2 separate regions of the Rattus norvegicus genome follow, and region 1 is linked to region 2. A link is a contact called in public Hi-C data. All regions are on one chromosome and are shown on one strand. The core of a region is the stretch at or near the end of the contact, and the rest is flanking DNA. Distances in the headings are between cores, read along the strand shown. Region 1 overlaps Adam11 (ADAM metallopeptidase domain 11). Region 2 has its middle 18 kb from the start of Gpatch8.

What was found. A called contact is a pair of places that touch in the nucleus more often than the background predicts.
Region 1: a contact with region 2 is called in a Hi-C map of Schwann cells, with 6 times the contacts expected there. The contact joins two enhancer-like sites. A contact is called at or near these places in 2 of 12 Hi-C or Micro-C datasets (Schwann cells and kidney).

What each region holds. Positions count from the first base shown.
Region 1 is chr10:88,232,525-88,238,924 of GRCr8, reverse strand. It overlaps Adam11 (ADAM metallopeptidase domain 11), which reads right to left. Exons shown (of 25, transcript NM_001108300.1): 2 at 6,316-6,392; 3 at 6,092-6,158; 4 at 4,938-5,023; 5 at 4,780-4,855; 6 at 4,315-4,381; 7 at 4,184-4,251; 8 at 3,741-3,815; 9 at 3,590-3,661; 10 at 3,267-3,433; 11 at 2,818-2,902; 12 at 2,629-2,719; 13 at 2,465-2,516; 14 at 1,981-2,080; 15 at 1,833-1,904; 5 more. Among named protein-coding and RNA genes, the nearest start is that of Adam11, 11 kb to the right of the region's middle. Within about 2 kb of position 1,549, at least 35 of the 93 cell types and tissues checked have an H3K27ac peak or open chromatin away from gene starts, as enhancers often do. A contact at or near this core is called in Schwann cells, where this site is marked.
Region 2 is chr10:88,027,301-88,033,527 of GRCr8, reverse strand. It overlaps the pseudogene LOC108352139. Among named protein-coding and RNA genes, the nearest start is that of Gpatch8, 18 kb to the right of the region's middle. Within about 2 kb of position 3,492, at least 12 of the 93 cell types and tissues checked have an H3K27ac peak or open chromatin away from gene starts, as enhancers often do. A contact at or near this core is called in Schwann cells, where this site is marked.

The DNA of each region.
Region 1 (6,400 bases), core at 300-2,799, 210 kb before region 2:
ACCACTGAACCCAAATTTCACTGCAGACCCAAGTACCGAGCCTGTTCCTCCCGACTCTGGCCTCACAGACTCTTCCTAGAGCTGCCTTTACCTCTGGAAATTCCCCGACCGTGGAGCTGGGGTGCTACTCACTGCTTGTTGCACTGGACCCAACCAGATCCCTTGCGCCCACAATTTCCACGCTCTGTCCCCTCTACATTCAGCTTCTCGTAGCAGAAACGATCCGCAGCCACTAGACAGACAGAGAGAGAGAGAGAGAGAGAGAGAGAGAGAGAGAGAGAGAGAGAGAGATGGATGAAGCATCACCCCCACAGACCCCAGAATCCTTCTAGGATCTCAGACCTGCACCTCCAAAACTCAGACCTAATCATCCTTGGGCTTGATGCCAAGGTCCTCAGACGCCACACTGGTTGCATGCTCAACCAGAAGTTACCCCAGCCTAACTCTGAGTCTGTTCCCTATACCCAGCTGGACTCACCATGGCCCCATAGGGCTTGGCACTGCCGGTCCCGGGTTTTACAGCGGCCTCCATAGCATCGACCCTGTGACCCATAGAAGACGAAGCATGAAGACACTGAGGGATCCTGGTGGAGATAGGACTGCACTGATTTCGGACGGGAGGACCGCACCCTCATCCCTCATACCTGCTCGTGATCACAGTAGTAACCATCCAGCTTGTGAAGGTTAGGGGGACACTGTAGAGAGAGGGGCTGGCTGAGCAGGGCGGCCCAGAGCTGAGCTGAGGTACCGGGGAAGAATGCAGGGTACCAAAGAGGCCTCGTGTTACAGGGCTCAACCGCATGAAGGACAGGGGCCTGTTTGACTGGTAAGTCTCATAGGCTTTTCCGGGCTTCGGCAGTTTCTGGCATACAATACCCTGGAAGCCTAAGAGCCTAAGATCTAGTTAACCGATACTACGATCCACCTGATCCCTAGAATACACTAGACACTGGTGCCAGGCGGTGGGAGTACCAGCCTCACTACAAATGCTTATTTAATGATTGAAGGAATGGAGCTAGGAGACTCGAAGGACCCCTTTCTCAGAGGGAAGAGCAAACAAACAAACAAAACTGGGGCTGGCTAGCGGCGGCAGGCGCTGTGACCTGCTGCAAAGCAGAGAGGAAACAGAGTAGCCAACTCTTCAGAGCCAAACGTATGAGGGAGGAGGCTGTCTTGCTTTGAGCGTCCACAGGACAGCTGGTTTGGCAGACCTGACTTGAGTCGCCAGTGCAGGTCTCCGCGATGTCACACTCGTTCACCGCTTCTCGGCAGGAGACACCTCGTGGCTCATACTAGGAAAAACATGCACGTATTTCTGAGAGGATAAACATCTCGCCACTGCCCTTCCAGGGTTACTGTCCTGGAACGTGGGTCCCTAGGCCTGTTTCTCATTTTCCGCCCCTCTCCACTCTCAACAGTGAGGGTGACTCCCCCCTATCCCATCCCACCCCACCCCACCTCCGGCCCCGCAGCTCTTAACTCCTCCCTCATTGGCGCTTTCTTCCGGACAAGGCCCGCCCACACATACTCAGCTCCTCCTCATTCCCGCCTCTTGTTCAGGGCGTCCAATCGTTTCTTTGCTTCTTTCCCTCTCCACCCCGCCCTGTCCCCAGTCGCCTGCTGGCTTGGTCCTCACCTTGCAGCGGCGACAGCAGAGCCCGTCGCTGCACATGGCGTCGTGCGTCAGGGTGCATTTCTTGCAGCAGTTGCCCCCGGCTCGGCTGCATTCCTGAGGGTGGCAGGGAAAAGTGGAGAGCCGGGCTAGCCTCTTCCCACTCTGTACTCTCCCTTCCTGGAGGCCACGCGCGAGTCCTGGGCACCGGACCGCTCACCTGCACCGACCCGCAGTCGCACTCCTCCCCGGCCTCCACGAAGCCGTTCCCGCACTCGGGAGGGTCCAGGAGCTGGAGGGAGAGGGGGATGTCAGGAGCCTGGCTGGGACCCTGCCCACTCCTGCTTCCCCGTTCTCCACGCTGGTACCTTGAGGGGCTTGTTGAACAGGCAACTCCCGCCTCCCTCCTGCAGAAACTGGTTGTATTCGTCGATGCTGCAGCGCGAGAACTTGCGGGGCAAATAGAACCTGGACGGGCGTGAGGGGCACTGTGTTGCTGGGGACAGCCCTCCCACGGGAGACTTGGTTACTACTACAATGAGACTGCCCTGTGATTGCACGACAGTCAATCCCAGACTCCCATCCAGGAATGGGTGGAGGACGTTGCTTGCGTTCGCTCCACTAAAACTCGGGACAAAGAGCCCAGTGTTGCAAAGCCTGGGAGGGACGGCGCCTCGCACGAGGCTCAAGTGCCTCCCAGTGGCCAGAGAGCGCGCTGCAGTCTGGCAGTTTTTGGTATCCCAGCGTCCCTGAACTATTTACAGATAACCTTTATTCTTGGTTATCCTGAGTGGTCCCTGACGGCCTCTTCTTACCCCAAACCCTTCCCAAAGTCTGTCTCCAAGAACTCACCCTGTGTCCTCCATGATGCAGCCCAGCCAGATGTCTGGACACTTGCAGTCCCCTAAGAGATTAAAGAACGCCGTGAGACGGGATGGAGGAACACCGCCACCGGTCCCTTCATTTCTTGAGGTGCTGTGTGGGTCTGGGAGGGCTGTGGGTTTCAGGGTTAGTACCTGCTGAGCTCCGGTGTTTGTTCCACATCATGCCCAAGTTCTGCCCTAGCGTCTGGGCCAGGGTCACTGCCATGGCTCCCATGTTGCCATACTAGGGATGGGGAAGATGGGGCGCAGGCTGTCTACATGCTCCCAACAGCCACCGTGTCTTAGCAAGCCTTTGTCTCTGCTGGGACCCTGTGCACTCACCTCGTTTACACCTCCACCCCTGGACAGTGAACAGATACCGCCTACGTAGGCCGCCCCGCTGCTGGTGCTCTGGAAGGTCCGACCCCTAGAAGGGAGAGAGCGGTCAGGATGACGTCACAGGAACCTTCACTCAGCCTGGTGGCCTCAGGCGTCCCCGACCCCTATCTGGGTTCATTCACCCTTAAGCCATAATGAGGTTTTCGGGGCTTTTAATTGGGTTTGCCCATCACTAGAGTACTTCACCACTGAGGAAGGGGTGATGGGAAGTCAAAGAGCACGTCCCCTGCACAGCCCAACGCGCAGAGGATGCCCAGCCGGTGCACGTGGCTGGAAGCAGGTGTCAGGTGCAAGGTGAGCGCCACCTGCAGGCCCCGAAAAGAGGGCCTGGCACAGGCGGTAAGAACTAGCAGCCAGCAAAAGCCGGCAGGGTACACGGTGCGGGAACTCACGAGAAGAGGTGGGTGGCATCACTGGGCTCAGGCAGACCTTCCCGCCGGTAGACCATAAGCCGGGCCAGGGTCTCCAGTAGGTCATCCTGCACCTGGATCTTGTCCCCATCTGCCCACGTCTCCATGGCAACCAGCACAATTCTTGTGTTGAGCTGTTCCTTGTATATCTGGGCCCAGAGAGAAGATGGGGGAGGGGGTTGGAGGGAGGCTGCAATCTATGTTTTCAAGGAGTGGGAGGTCAGCGACTGACAATGACCTATGGATGCCTGGATGTATGGTGGGGGTGAGAAGGAAGGGGAGAGGGGAGTAGGGGTGCTGCTCACCACGTCTGCCAGGTTCACAACAGATTTTGCAAAGTTGCTGGTGAGGACCACAGACTGCCGCATCTGCTCAAACTGTGAGAGAGGTGGGGTAAGAAGGCAAAGCTCCCTGGGACCCCCTCCTCCCAGGGTCCCCCTTACCCCGGGGACTTACCAGCTGGTGGTCGTTGATCACAATCAACTCCACATACTTGGTCTCGCTGTGCACCGTGGGGTGGCCCCTGCGGACCTGGAGGGTGGGTGGGCACTTGGAATCAGTCCCTTCCATGTCTGGACTCATGGGCAAACCATGGGCAGACTTGTGGGGAGGGGGCATCCTGGTCTCCAGTCAGGGATGGTGCCAGCCCTCAACTGGCAGAAAATGCCATCCCTCCCAGCCTGGAAATGAGAGCAGAGGGCATGCAGTATCTGAGGCCCCCCAAATGGGGACCCGGGTAGACGCCGGTATTAGGGAGGAGTTGAGGGGCCCTTTCTGGAAATAGTTCCCTGGCCCCTGGCCTCAGCGCTGAGAGCTCGTTTGCCCAGCCATAGGTGGGGATGTCCTGCCCTGGACCATTCTCTAAGGTCTTGCAGCCCGAGGCTGTGCGGGCCCCGTACCTGCCTTTTCCTTCTTAGCTTGGGCCGGCTGGGGGCAGCAGACTGGGCAGGGACTGCAAACAGGCAGCCTGTGGAGAGCGGGAGGTGAGAGGGGCCTAGCTGTCCAGCCCCGCCCCCTTCCCCTCTCTTACCTGGTTCCCTGCATCCAAAGGGGGCTGGGAGGAGAGGGGTCCGGTAAATGAGGTGGGGAAGGGGTCCCTGCAACGAGGGGATTTAGTTCTTGGGGAGCCAAGCAGATCTGCTCTGAGCCCAGATTGGGGGCAGCTCCTGCCCTTCCCCCACCCCACCCCGGGGTGACCCAGAACTGGCCAGAGCTCCCATGTCGGATCTGATCTCCCAGATGCTCAGATTCCAGGGTCAAGACCTGGGGGCGCCCTGAGAGACAGGGGCAAAGGACACTGGAGCCCAGTGAGAGGTCACTTGGGGGACAGAGGGGACATCGGAGATGGGGGCACAGAAGGCAGGAACCAGAGCTGGGGTCATCCAGGGCAGTGAGGCTGAGGTTACTGGAGGGGAGGAGGCACCACAAGCTGTCAGGGGAAGTCACAGCATGGCCATCAAAAGGGGGGCAGGAAGGCCCTGCAGGCCTTGTTTACCTGTGGGGGTCCCCAAGGCCCAGCCATCTCCTTAGGCTCTACGATGTAAGTCAGGTTGCCATCAGAGAAGACCCCACTGTAGAGAGAGGCGCAGTTCTCCACCATCCTGGACCAGGCACAGGCCCCCCCCAGTGCTGCCTAGTGCCCCCCATACTCACTGCAGCCCCTGGCAGGTAGAGAGTGCAGCAAAGGAGTGTGGGTTGTCACGGAGTTTCCCGTGGTAGTAACAGTGGTCTCCAGCCCCCTGTGGAGTGGGAAAGCTGTGAATAGGACAGCCTGCCCCAACATGGAGGCAGGGAGACAGTACAGGGAGGACTGCAGTCTCAGGAACACCAGGGGCTCTAAGCTGGGGGAGCTCCTAATGCTTTCTGTCACCCATGAGCAAGCTCCCAACACTTTCTGGGCCAGCTTCCTCTACCCCATAAAATGAGGACACTAGGCCACAGCAGCAGCCCCTGGCTATCTGTTGAGGCTGGTAAGAGATCCTAGACTCCTTTGAGACCAACAGCTGGCTCTTACATAGAACCTGCCATACCCCAGGCCCCGCTCCGCACACGCCACCTACAGTGTGTCATTTAACCGGGACCTGCTGTAGACGCACCCCCGCCCCCAACCCTCACGCACAAGTTCACAGGCACATGTGGTCTGCAGCTGAGCAACCGTACATGGGTTCTCCTGACCTGCTCATAGGTCAGAGAGGACCAGCAGCACCCGCCTCTCCCAACCCCGCTTCCTGCAGAATTACTTGTGCTCCAGTTACAGAACAGGCTTGGGGGGTGGGGGGAGCAAGCTATTTATAGACACTCATTCATCTCTGTTCAGGCTCCAGGGCCTCCGGGACTGGGACCCTAGTGTGGCAGGCATCTGGGACTCCCAGAACAAGAGGAGGCATTTTAGTCTGGAGCTGCTGCTTGGGGTGGAGCTCTCGCTTAGGATGTACGAAACCCTGAGTGTGGTCCCCAGCTCTCCCCAAACAAGGGAGGGGTGGCTATCCCTTCCAAAGCTAAGGTGACACAATAAAGACCCTGTTATACCGACATGTAAGTGGGGGAGGGGAGAGTCAGACCTCAGTCTGAAGCTGGGGGGGGTGGGGCTCAGGGTCCCACACCACCCAGTCTATCCTTCCTAACCGCAGGGCCACGGAACCTCAGAAGCAGGGAGGGGTGGGACTGGGCCTTCCGGACCCCTCCACCATCGTCTCTCTGTCCTGTGTTCCGATCTGTCAGTGTTCTGGGGATCAAAGCCCCACCCTTGCACCTGTGGCCGCTGGACAGCACCTCTATCCCTCCTGATCCCTTCGTAAGACACTCACAGTACTGTGTTGCCTTGTCCCCTCACGGCTGAAGTGGCGTTCCACATACTGCGAGGACAGGAGGTGACTGAAACAGCAAAATAGCAGGAAGTGGGGGAGGGGCTGTTGCTCGATGAAGCCAAGTCCTGGTCCCACCCCAGCTAAGAATCCAAGTCCCCCAGTGCCCCCCAGCCAGCCAAGCCCCACTGCCCACTGCCTGCCCTCTGGCTCCAGGCCATACTCACTGGTTTAGCTCCAGGTCCAGAGTGAAGTTTGAGTCGAAGGCTGGGATGACGAAACTCACCTGGGCCAGGTGAACAGGCTGGCATG
Region 2 (6,227 bases), core at 2,243-4,742:
AGGTAAAGGCAGCCGGCACGCAAACCTGAGGCCCCGAGTTCAATACCTGGAGCTGATGTTGTTGTAGAAATTTTTAATTTCTTTTTTGAAAAAAAATTATAAAGATATATTTAAGTATATGAGTACACTGTAGCTGTCTTCAGACACAAGAAGAGGACATTGGATTCTGTTACAGATGGTTGTGAGCCACCATGTGGTTGCTGAGAATTGAACTCAGGACCTCTGGAAGAGCAGTCAGTGCTCTTAACCACTGAGCCATCTTTCCAGTCCCCAAAATTTTTAATTTCAATCCCAGGTTTCTACCCCGTCTTTGACCATTTACTCTCCAGACAAAAGACACACAACTTGGGGTTGGGGATTTAGCTCAGTGGTAGAGTGCTTGCCTAGCAAGCGCAAGGCCCTGGGTTCGGTCCCCAGCTCCGGAAAAAAAAAAAAAAAAAAAGACACACAACTTTTATTGTTTACAATAAACATTAAACAGCACAAGAGCTGGGCAGATATTTACCCTCTATCCTATTAAAATCTACTTTCCTAGTGATAACCCAGAGTTAATATTATGTCTCATCTGGGCTGCTCTTAATTCCAATTGGCCAGCCTTCCAGGCCACGTCTTCATGACTCACCTAACCCATGGTGGCTTCTCCTTTCCCCTCACCTTCTTCTCCAGCTCCTGGTTCTCACTCAACACCTACCCCACCCCTATCCCCTAGCCTGGAAACCTTAAAACCCCCCAGCTCTTCTGCACAGCTATTGGCTGTGAGCATCTTTATTCACCAATCAGAAATAACTTGGGTCCAGGGCACATAGTGTCACTTGGGTCTAGGTGCAGAGTCTCTTGTCTCTGGGGTAACCAGGCGTTGGCGGCCGGCACTTAGCATTATGATACACATGAAAGACAAGTCCTCTACACTATGTAAAAGGTAGAGGGAGAGAGCTGACTACATGAAGCGGTCCTCTAACCTTCGCACACATGCTGTGACATGTACACACACACAGGCGCAGGCATTGCATATGCAAGATATCAATGAAATTAAAAAAGGATATTGAACAATCCGTAGAGCCTGTTTGGGTCCCACAAGTCCAGGCACTCAAAGACCATTTGAAAAATTGAGGGAGGTACAGGAGAGATGGATCAGTGATAAAGAACACTGGCTGTTCTTCCAGAGTATCTGAGTTCGAATCCCTGCACTACCATGGCAGCTCACAAACATGTCACTCCAGCTCCAGGGACTCCAATGCCTGTGGCCTCCAAATTTACCTATACTCGTGTTTGTGTGTGTGTGTGTGTGTGTGTGTGTGTGTGTGTGTGTACCTACATGCAGACACACACAAATTCACAGTTAAAATTAACAAATAAAATATTTTTATTGCTTTCGTTATCGTTAGGCTGTGCATATGGTGCACACCTTTGATCCCAGCACTCAGGAGGCGGGGTCAGGAGGATCTCTATGATTTCTAGACCAACCTGGTCGAAATAGCAAGTCCAGGTTAGCTGAGGTGACATTGTTAGGGGGCTAGAGAGCTTGTTAAGCAATTAAGAGCACTCTGGTTGTTCTTCCAGAGAACCCGGGCTGATCCATTCTCAGCATCCAGCCCTGTATCCACATGGTGGCTCACACCTGTTTGTAAAACTCCAGTTCCTGAGGTTGGGGATTTAGTTCAGTGGTAGACCACTTGCCTAGCAAGCACAAGGCCCTGGGTTCGGTCCTCAGCTCCGGAAAAAAAAACAAAAAGCAAAAAACTCCAGTTCCAGAGAATTTAGTGTCCTCTCCTGGCTTCTGTGAGCACTGCAAAAACATGGTGCACAGACAAAAATTCACACACATAAAGTACTTTGGTATTAAACAAAAAAGAGTTAGTGGGCTGGTGAGATGGTTCAGTGGGCAGAGGGATTTGACATCAAGTCTGATGACCTGCCCGCCATCCCTGGGACCCACACAGCAGAAGAAAAGTGGTTCCTGCAACTTGTCCTCTGACCTCCGCACATCCTCTATGGTGTGCGTGTTCCCCCATCTCACAAATAAATGTAATACAAAGAAGTTTGTTGGGGACTGGAGAGATGGCTCAGTAATGAGGAGTGGGTGCCAATCTTCGAGAGGACCCAAGCTTAGTTCGGCTCACAAAAGCCTATAAGTCCAGTGCACTCAACTGGCACACATGCTCATAAATAAAAAATCTCTCATGGTGGTGGTGCACACCTTTGATCCCAGCATTCAGGAGGCACAGGCAGGTGGATCTATGAGTTGGAGGCCAGCCTGGCCTGCAGAGTGAGTTTCAGGATAGCCAGGACTACCCAGAGAAACCATATCTGGAAAAAACAGACAAACAAATGTTATTGGAAGGCTGGGGATGTAGCTCATTGGTATAGCATTTGCCTGAGCTCAGTCCCCAGTGCACACAGTGGAAGAAGAAACCTGACCCTTCAGAACAGTGTCCTGGGCATGTTATGCATTCTTCTGTATGCAGTGCAGCACAATAGATTAATTAATTTTAAAACCTTAGGTTTGTATATCATATGTGTGCCTGTTGCCCAAGGAGGCCAGAGCGTGTGAAATCTTTCCCAATGGAAAGTGTGGGCAAATGTAAGTTACAATGAGGGGTCTGGGGACCAAACCTGGCTCCTCTTGCAAACCTGGCTCCTCTTGCAAAAGCTGGGGACCGAACCCAGGACCTTGCGCTTCCTAGGCAAGCGCTCTACCACTGAGCTAAATCCCCAACCCCTAGCAACAAGTAATCTTAATTGCATAGCCATTTCTCCAACCTTTTGCCCTCTCCAAAAATTATTATTTAAAAAAAAATGGCTCCATACTGTGTGACCTTAGAATGTCCCTTAGCCTTAACTGTGTCACCTACTAAATGGGCCAGAAACCTCTCAGAGTAATTGAGAGGGTAATGTCAAGTGCTTGGCGCAGCGTATGCCCTCAATAAAGGTTAACTCTCTTCAACTCTGCATGAAAGTAATCTTGGTCCCAAAGAACTGTTTGATGAAAGACTGGGAGAAGAGGCTCTTTGTCTTCCAGCACAGTTGAAACAAGAGTAGACTGGAGAGTGAATGAATTTTGTTTTGAGGAGCTGGGCTGCGATAAAGATGGCTGCGGGTGCCCAGAAGGCTAAGACAGAAGTTGCCGCCTTGGAATTTGGAACAGAAAGAGAGCAAGCAGCACAAGGCCGATGATTCACCGCTGAAATGAGGCTCTTAGGGTTTTTTAAAAAAGAAAAAAAAAGAAAAAAAAGATCCAGAGGCTGAAATCTCTAGCCGATCTGTTACTTCACTGAGTAACAGAAGGCTGAAATCTCCAGCCGATCGCTTCACTGAGTAAGGGAGGTGATGTTCACACCGCAGCAAGCAGCGTGGCTGAGGAGATTTGCTGAGTGCTTGGAGAAAGAAGTTGGTTGGGACAAAGGGCCTGAAGGGGGTGCAGCCAAAATGCCCCAGTGGGTTCCCTCCTTCCATCTCCGCACGTCTGTGCCAAGGGGCAGGCTGAGAATTGCATTTTGAGGTCACAGCGCCCTCTGCTGGACTGAGGTCCTAGTGGGCCCCAGCACGAGTGACCGTGCGGGATGATTTGGGAAGTGGGTGAACTGAAGTACATTCAGGTCCATTTGTGGTCCTTCCCACTCCTCATTCTCTGGGAGACCACGCACGTGGAATCTTTTAATAAAAGTGCGTTAAATAACAGCGGGGCGTGGCGGTGTACACTGGTACAACCCCGTATTTGAGAGGCAGAGGCAGGAGGCTACATTGGGAATGAGATCGAGAAAGAGAGGGGGGAGGGGGAGGGGAAGAGTGGGAGGGAGGGAGGGAGGGAGGGAGGGAGGGAGGGAGGGAGGGAAGTTAGGAGGGAGGGAGAGAAAGATACACACACAGAATGAGCAACCTGGGGACAACCTGGGGCTAAGCCACCCGGGGCTGGAGAGATTGCTCAGGGGTTAAGAGTCTGTTCTTCCAGATGAACCTGGGTTCAATTCCTAGCACTCACAGGGCAGCTCACAACTGTCTGTAACATCCTCACACAGAAATACATGCAAGCAAAACACCAATGTGTATAAAATAAAAGTAAATATATGATTTTAAAAATGAGAAACGCGTGAAATATGTTCAGCAGATGGTTAATTTTTTAATTACTCACAGTCGGTGTTTGTAACGTGTGCTGTATGACATGCACTTTCCCTCATCGCCCCTCGGAGTTCTAGGGCAGTAGATCAAACACAATTAGCAATGGAACTGAAACCTGACATACAATACGGCCAGATACTCTCTGCTGTTTTACAACCCAGGAGACTGAGGTACATATCCAGGTCACCTGCCCAAAGTCACAGGACTAGAAGAGTCAGAATAATCTGAGCTTCAGAAGCCTAAAGGCCTGAGTTTGCTCCCCGGATCTCAAGACAAAGAGAGAGAAAAGACTCCTGAGCCCAACCTCCACATGTGTGCTATGTTGTGTGGGTGCCACATGTGTGCTGTGGTGTGTGGGTGCCAGCATGCAAACCCGTGCATCATACATGCATGTGGCACGGCGATAAGTAAAACTTCTAAAGGTTTTAAAAATAAATTCAGGGGCTGGGGATTTAGCTCAGTGGTAGAGCGCTTGCCTAGGAAGCGCAAGGCCCTGGGTTTGGTCCCCAGCTCCAAAAAAAAGAACCAAAAAAATAATAATAATAATAATAATAATTCAAAGGCCCTGAGAGATGCCTCGGTGAGTAAAGGGGCCCCGATGCTAAACGTAAGGACCTGAGTTTGACCCTCACATGCACGTTGGAAGGAACTCTCAAGACAGCTGTGAAGACTACCTCCTGCAGGTTGTCCTCTGACCTCCACATGTGTGCCTTATCTACACACACATTGTGTGTGTATGTATAAATACATACATACACATGTATACCCATGCATACATGCACACACATACACATATATATTTGTTGGAGATTGGTTCTAATGCTTTGACTCAATCAGAAAACTGCGTGTCCAGATGCTGAAATTCTTTTTTTTTAAAAGATTTTATTTATTCATTTTATATATGACGAATACACTGTCACTGTCTTCAGACACACCAGAAGAGGGCATCGGATCTCTTTACAGATGGTTGTGAGCCACCATGTGGTTGCTGGGATTTGAACTCATGACCTCTGGAAGAGCAGTCAGTGCTCTTAACCACTGAGCCATCTCTCCAGCCCCAGATGCTGAAATTCTTTGTCCTCGATTGGTTTCTGATCGACCAATAAAGACACCAGCTTCCTGTCCGGCCGCCATCGGAAAGCTGCAGCCATGGCCCTGCGCTACCCCATGGCCGTGGGCCTCAACAAAGGCCACCAAGTGACGAAAAAACATCAGCAAGCCGAGACACAGCCGCCGCCGCAGGCGCCTCACTAAGCACACCAAGTTCGTGCAAGATATGATCCGGGAGGTGTGCGGCTTCGCGCCCTACGAGCGGCGCGCCATGGAGCTGCTCAAGGTGTCCAAGGACAAGCGAGCACTCAAGTTTATCAAGAAGAGGGTGGGCGCGTACATCCGCGCCAAGAGAAAGAGGGAGGAGCTGAGCAACGTGCTGGCAGCCATGCGGAAGGCGGCGGCCAAGAAGGATTGGTGACCCCTCCCCCAATAAAAGATGGTTCTTAAAAAAATAAAATAAAAAATAAAGACACCAAAGGCAAATGGCTGGGCAAGGGGCGGACACTTAGAGTTCCTAGGGTGAGGGTAGGATGAAGAGTGGAGTGGGGAGAATCACCATGACTCTGGGAAGAGGGAAGGGATGCAGAAGCTGCAGGAGCTAAAGCCAACTAGACACGTGAGATCTCGGGTAAGGGGCCACTGGCCACTTCCCTGACTGGGCCCGGGGACCTGCAGGGAAAGGCTTAGGGGTACCCAGTCTTCAAGAGAGTCAATGCATTTTCAGGAAAAACCAATTCCCGTGTGTTTTTCATTCAAGGATCCAAAAGTAGTTCCTGGGCGGGGCTTGTGATCCACCAGGAGTCAAAGAGGCGTAGCCGAAACTCACAGCTACATGTATTCAATACCACTCACTCTTACCTGAGGTAAAGTGGTTGTTCATGAATCTAAACTTTTTACTTCTGGTTCTGATTTTCAAACCACTGGGTTTGGTTTTTTTTTAAGTTTTTTTTTTTTTTTTTTATTACATTGGTGTGTGTGTGTGTGTGTGTGTGTGTGTGTGTGTGTGTGTGTGTATGTGTGTGTGTTGGTGTGTGCTTGTATCCATGGAAGGTCAAAGG